Regions from separate parts of the Canis lupus genome. Here region 1 is linked to region 2. The links are chromatin contacts, called in public Hi-C maps. All regions are on one chromosome and are shown on one strand. Each heading gives the region's core, a stretch centred on a gene start, on an enhancer-like site or on the middle of the called end of the contact. The rest is flanking DNA. Distances are from core to core; before and after follow the strand shown. Region 1 has its middle 89 kb from the start of ATG10. Region 2 holds the start of ATG10 (ubiquitin-like-conjugating enzyme ATG10).

Evidence for each region. A called contact is a pair of places that touch in the nucleus more often than the background predicts.
Region 1: a contact with region 2 is called in a Hi-C map of blood, with 4 times the contacts expected there. The contact joins the enhancer-like site here to the promoter of ATG10 in region 2. A contact is called at or near these places in 3 of 9 Hi-C or Micro-C datasets (amygdala and blood).

The regions. Positions count from the first base shown.
Region 1 is chr3:25,639,393-25,642,360 of UU_Cfam_GSD_1.0, reverse strand. No RefSeq gene overlaps it. Among named protein-coding and RNA genes, the nearest start is that of ATG10, 89 kb to the right of the region's middle. Within about 2 kb of position 1,675, at least 17 of the 20 cell types and tissues checked have an H3K27ac peak or open chromatin away from gene starts, as enhancers often do. A contact at or near this core is called in blood, where this site is marked.
Region 2 is chr3:25,550,397-25,553,328 of UU_Cfam_GSD_1.0, reverse strand. ATG10 (ubiquitin-like-conjugating enzyme ATG10) reads left to right here and starts at 1,385. Exons shown (of 8, transcript XM_038532420.1): 1 at 1,385-1,744. It overlaps LOC119871164 (a long non-coding RNA gene), which reads right to left and starts at 1,846. Exons shown (of 3, transcript XR_005356795.1): 1 at 1,643-1,846.

The sequences.
Region 1 (2,968 bases), core at 426-2,925, 89 kb before region 2:
ACCGTGGCAGGCAGAAAAACCAGGCCATACATCTAGAAGGTGGACCTAAACAGTTTGCAAAAAGCTATGAGGGCAGACAAAGGTGGTGGCACCTGGGAGCCAGGCAGAGAGGGGTGAGGAGGCTACCGGGTGGATCCCGCCGGGCAGGGGGCTGGGGAGCAGGAGGTACCGGGGCTGAGGCGAGCGAGGGCATCACCACCTGCCCGGGCTCCGCAGCCCGGGTTTTGGCAGCGGGGCCCCACGTCTGCGCGAAAGGCTCGTTGGACTTGGCCTGAGAGCTTCCTAAAATATCCCCGGGCCTGATGCAACATCGCTGGGGGATGGCACCGCATTGCGATGTGGTGACAGGATAACCTGGTGGCGGGGAAGGAGGGCCTTGCAGGTCTCCAGATGGCCGTGTCTGCGCGAGGCCAGGCGATCGCAGCGCTCCCGAAGGAGGACGGGTCGGCTGCAAGGGCGGTTAAGCTCTCGGGTGGGGGGGGGGGGGGGGGCGTTCCCGTGGGCCGCCGGCCGTGCAGAGGCTGGGACCCCGGGGAGGGCTCGTCGGGGGCCGGAGCCCCAGGGGACGCCCCCAGGGGCCCCCAGGGCACCCCACGGAGCAGAGCAAGCGGGGAAAGGGCCGAGCGAACCCATCTTTGTGGGGAAGGCAGCAGAAAGAAGAGGGTGGCTTCCCCCAGAGTGTGTCCTCTGAGCAACGGCGGGGGGGTCGGGGTGGGGACGGGGCGGGGGCACAGGCCCCGTCCGGGGAGAGCCGCCGAGCACCGGCGCGGGCCGGCAGCCTCCGCCAGGTGTGGCCGAGGCCCCCGAATAAAGGCTACCTGCCGGCTCCCGGCGAGCCCCCGCTCTGCAGAAGGACCTGAATTCGGAGACGTGAATGCAACCTTGCAAAGGAATGCAAGCCCTCCGCCCTCGCCGGGGCCACCCTGCGGCTCTCGGGGGGCACGAGGTGGGGGGGGGGGCAGGCGCCAAGGTTTTCGCCCCTTTCCCAGCGAAACGTGGCGAGTGTCCCCCACGTCTCCCGCCCCCCCCGCCCCCCCTGCTCAAAGTCCTCCAAACTGGAAGCCGCAACGTCTTTTCAGCGAGTAATCAGCACAAGTTGAAAGGCACATGCTGTCGCATTTCTGATCAGATTGTATGCTAAGCAGGCGGACGCCCCTCCGCAGCCCCCGCCCCCGCCCCCCGCCGGCTGCGCGCTCGGCGCGGGGAGCCGCCAGGCAGCGCCCCTCACTTTGGCGTGGCGGGGCACAGCCGCCCGGCGGAGTGGGAGGAAGAAACATTAACTTCAACAGCTGTTTCTTGACCCCGGCTGTCAGTCTTCCCAAGAATAAATTTTGGAGAGTCCTATTTGAAACAAAGAGGGAGTTTTCGAGGAGAGAAAAGTTGGTTGGAGGCGGGGAGGCCGCCCGGAGCGGCGGGCGCGGGCGGCGGGCGGGCAGGGCGCAGCCGGCGGGCCTGGCGGGGCGCGGGCACCGAGCGGGCGCCCCGCCGCCCCCCCCGCGCCCCCCCGCGCCCCCCCGACGCGCGCCCGGATCCCGCGCGGGCGGGGAGCGCGCAGCTCGGCTCCAGTAATTCCCCGGCTCGGGCGGCTTGAAACTGCTCGGGCTGAATAGCATTTGCTGTTCCGGCCCGCGGCCGCCTCCCGCCGCGCCCGCGTCCCGGAAGTCGCGCGCCCGCCGCCGCCGCCGCCGCCGCCCCAAGTTTGTCAACACGAACTTCTCCGCGCGGGGTGCGCTCGCCTCCCGCGGCCGCTGCCGAGCCGCCGGCACACACACGCCCAAATAAAGCTGCCCGGGCGTCCCGGCCCCCCCTCCCCCCCTCCTGGAAGGCTGGGGCTGCGGGGCAGGGGCTGGCGGGCGCCGGGGGACGGCGGGGGGGGGGGGGCGGGAAGGGGCTGCGCGGCGGGCCGCGGGGTCGGGATGCGGCGCCGTCGGGGGTCGGAGGGGGGGAGGGGGGCTGCGGGGGCCGGGCCGGGGGGGGGGTGCTGCCGCAGGGTCGGGATGCGGCGCCGTCGGGGGCCGGAGGGGGGGAGGGGGGCTGCGGGGACTGGGGGGGGGGGGGCTGCGGAGGGGCGGCGGGGGCTGGGGGGCCAAGGGGGGCGGCGGGAAGGGGCTGCGGAGGGGCGGCAGGGACCGGGAGGTGGGCCCGGGGGCGTCGAGGGAGCGGCGGGAGGGGCTGCCGCGGTGGCCCCGCAGGGTCGGGATGCAGCCGTCGGGGGTTGGGGGTGCTGCCGCGGTGGGCCCGCACCTCCGCACCTCTGCACCTCTGCCGGCGGGTCGGGATGCGCGCCGTCGGGGCCGGGGGTGGGGGGCGGCCCCTGGGCCCAGGTCACCTGCGGCGCCCTCCCCCCCCTTCTGCGCTCCTGCGGGACCTCGCCGTAGCCCCCCCTGGAGACCCTTCGGAATAAAGGGCATTAGGGTCATGAAATGTGTTTTGAGGCTCCAGCCGCACCCTGACCGAGATGCTCGCGGTTGGAGGGCAGGGCCGGGCCACCTCTTCGGCCTGCAGCAGGTCGGGTCCGACACCTCGGTGAGGCCCTTGGGTCCAAACTTAACGGACTCCCTTCCCCGAGCAACGTCTGCGGCTGAGTTCAAGTCGCCGCCACCCCGTTCGGGTGTCCGTGGTCTCCAGCTGCTCCCCCCGCGGAGAGGCTCCCCGCGCGGCCCCCCATCCCCCTCAGCCTCCCGCCCGGTGCTGGGGAGGAGGAGGAGGAGGAGGAGGGGGATGAGGAGGAGGAGGGGAGGGGAGGATGCTGAGTAACCCTTTCCCTTCCGAGCTGTCGCCGCGACGCATCCATCCTGCTCGGATTGCTGGGGAGGCCCAGGCCTGACTTGCGGAGTTGCGGCCCCAGGCGCCCAGGAAGCTGTGCCCCTCGGGGCCCCCGGGTTCTCCTGGAGGAGCTGGAACATCAGACACTGATGCTAACTTTGTATCTAGTTTGAAAGACTGCATAGCGGCGTTCAGAACCTGG
Region 2 (2,932 bases), core at 136-2,635:
GCTTCTGGCTTATGGTGGGTTCTCAAATTTTAGCTTCCTTCTCTTTTTGTGATCAATGTATTGTTTTACTCCACAAATACTTATTACTAGTGAGGAACTCTGCCAGAGGCTGGCTATGCACTGACGACAGACCCTGCCCTAAAGCACTCTGAAGTGTTGTAGGGTAAACACCTAAACAGGCCAGGGCTGTTTCTTGTTAAGAGTGATATGATGAAAAGAAGTATATAGAAGTTACCTGATTTACCTTGCTCTGTTTCTTTGGTTTTGGCAGGTGGATTATGACACTTAAAAACATCTCAGGTGCAAAAAACTTTTTTTTTGTTAACATGGTATCATTGATGCATGAAAGTGTTTCTAGATTATTGGATACGATGCCAAGCAATGCATTTATTTCTTTTTTTTTTAAGATTTTATTTATTCATAGAGATGCAGAGAGAGAGAGAGAGAGAGAGAGGCAGAGACAGGCAGAGGGAGAAGCAGGCTCCATGCAGAGAGCCTGACGTGGGACTCGATCCCGCGTCTTCAGGATCACGCCCTGGGACTGCAGGCGGCGCTAAACCGCTGCGCCACCGGGGCTGCCCCATTCTTATTTCTGTATGTGAGTTTTATGGCTTTTGAGGAACCGTTTAAAGTCGAAGGAAATACCCATTCACTAAAGTTCTCACTCAGAACTCACTTCCTTGTACAAAAAAAAAAAAAAAAAAAAAAAGCTGGTGAATTGTTTTTAATTGGCAACTATCGAATTCATTTATATTCACAGTTACTCAAACATGTTAGGAAGTTCACTTACTAGCCCTATCTTTTGAGTTTTATTTTACATGCAGTAAAATGTATCCCTGATATGAATTTTGTCCAGCAAAAAACGGTGTCATCAGGGTACACCCGGGTGGCTCAGTGGTTTAGCGCCACCTTCAGCCCAGGGCGTGACCCCGAGGTCCCAGGATCGTGTCCCACGTCGCGCTTCCTGCGTGGAGCCTGCTTCTCCTTCTGCCTGTGTCTCTCATGAATAAATAAAATCTTAAAAAAAAAAAACCCAAAACGGTGTAATCATTAACACAATTAAATTATCGAACAGTTCCATCATTCCCCCCTCCCTCAAATTTCCTTAAGCTCTTTTTTAGTCAACCCCTTTCTCTGGTCACCATTGATCAGTGCTCTGTCCCTTTTTAAGCACTTTTTATCGTGAAATGATTACAGACTCACAAGAGACTGCAAAAATAGTGCCGAACCTCACGTATCCGTCACCTCGCTTTCCCCAGGGGTGACCTCTTACGTAACTGTGGTACAAGATCATAACCGAGCCCCATGCGCTTGAAAGCAGGTTTTCCTTTCACGTCTTCAACTCACCACGCTTTTTTTTTTCACACAAATTTAATTCTGTTGTGTTACAAGGAGCAGAGCTAGTTTCCCCTCAGATGTCGGCTGTTGCATTTTCAGTCTTTCAGCTCGATTACCCCTGTTACTTCTACGTTTTTCTGTGGTCTTTACCCCACAGTCGCCCCCCCATCCCAATTTTTTTTTTTTTTTTCCTGAGGTACGTGCCCCAGAGGGTACTACTGGAACTCTCGAACTGCTACCGTCTACCTGGGTCCTTAGGTCAAAGGAGGGAGCCGTGTTTGTGACTGGTGGCTGAGGCGCTTACAGGAGTTTCAGCGCGTGCACGGACGCCGGCCGGCTCGGACTCCAACCTCGGAGAAGGTTCTCGCTCCGCCCCGTCTCCAGCAGTCACTCACTGGTTTTCCAGGTATGTGGCTATTTGTTGGGAGGACAGGTGGCGACGCCGCAGCCGCTCGCCCGCGGCACCTGCACGGGCGGCAGCCCTCGTGCTCGCGGGGCGCGCGGCCACGGCTCGCTTCCGGCGGCGCTGGGCTGGGGGGCGGGGCCTCGGCTCGCGGGGGCCGGGGCTGCCGCGAGGCCACGCCCCCTGGCCCGAGTCCTGCGCGCGCGGCCCGCGACGTCAGCCCCTCCCCCGCGCGAGCCAGGCCCCAGGGGGCGCGGGAGGCGCAGGTGCGCATGCTCCGCGTCGGTCGCCGCGGCGGCTGTGGCGGAGGGAGGGCCGGGCCTGCCCGCTGGGGGCCGTCGGCGCGTTCGCTCCCGTCCGGTGCTGAGGCGTCCGTGGCCCCCGGGAGCCCGCCCGTCACCCCGCGCCCGGGCCCGCTGGCCGGACGGCCGCTGGCAGAGCGCTGGGCACCGCCCCGGCTCCCCTCCCCCAGCCCGCGGCCCCGCCTGCGCTAGGCCGGCGTTGGGGTCAGGGGCCGAGCGGAGCGGGGTGAGTACTCGCGCGGCCCCCGTCGGCCCCCGTCGGCCCCCGTCGCCCGCGCCGCACGGTCCTCCCGCCGCCGGCCGGCAGCCAGCCCCGAGCCCCGAACAAAGACCCGGAGGCGGGGCCCCGGAGCGGGCTGCCGGGGCGGCGGGGTCGCGCTGACCGGGCCCGGCGCCCGCGGGGACCCGGGAACAAAGGCTGCTCGGTGACCCGCGGTGACCCCGACGCCCAGGCCCGCTCAACTTGGAGGGGTTTCGGACTCCGTGAGAATCAGGGAGGGCCGGCCGGCTGGCTGGCTGGCATTCACAGCCGGCAGCCGTGCGTCTTCCGAATAACCTCTCCACGCGTAGCGCCTGAAATCACGGATTGGGGCGTAGTCGACTCATTTAGAGGCGCGAACATCTGCGATGGCAAAGCTTACAAACATCGAGGAAAAGCAGCAGGATAGTTGAGAAGGGAGCCCTGCCTGCCTGAGAGGCCCACCTGCGGATGAATCCGTCATCTAGGGCGCTGTGCCCTGGCTCGACTTTGTGTTGGTCAGGGCTCAGGCCCAGCACTTAGTTATTTTTTAACTGGAAATGCAAATTATTCCTGACTGGGAGAGAAAAAAAAAAATACCCTCGAAGATTGTGGTTTCATTGCCCTATTGCCAAAATTTTGATTTTATTT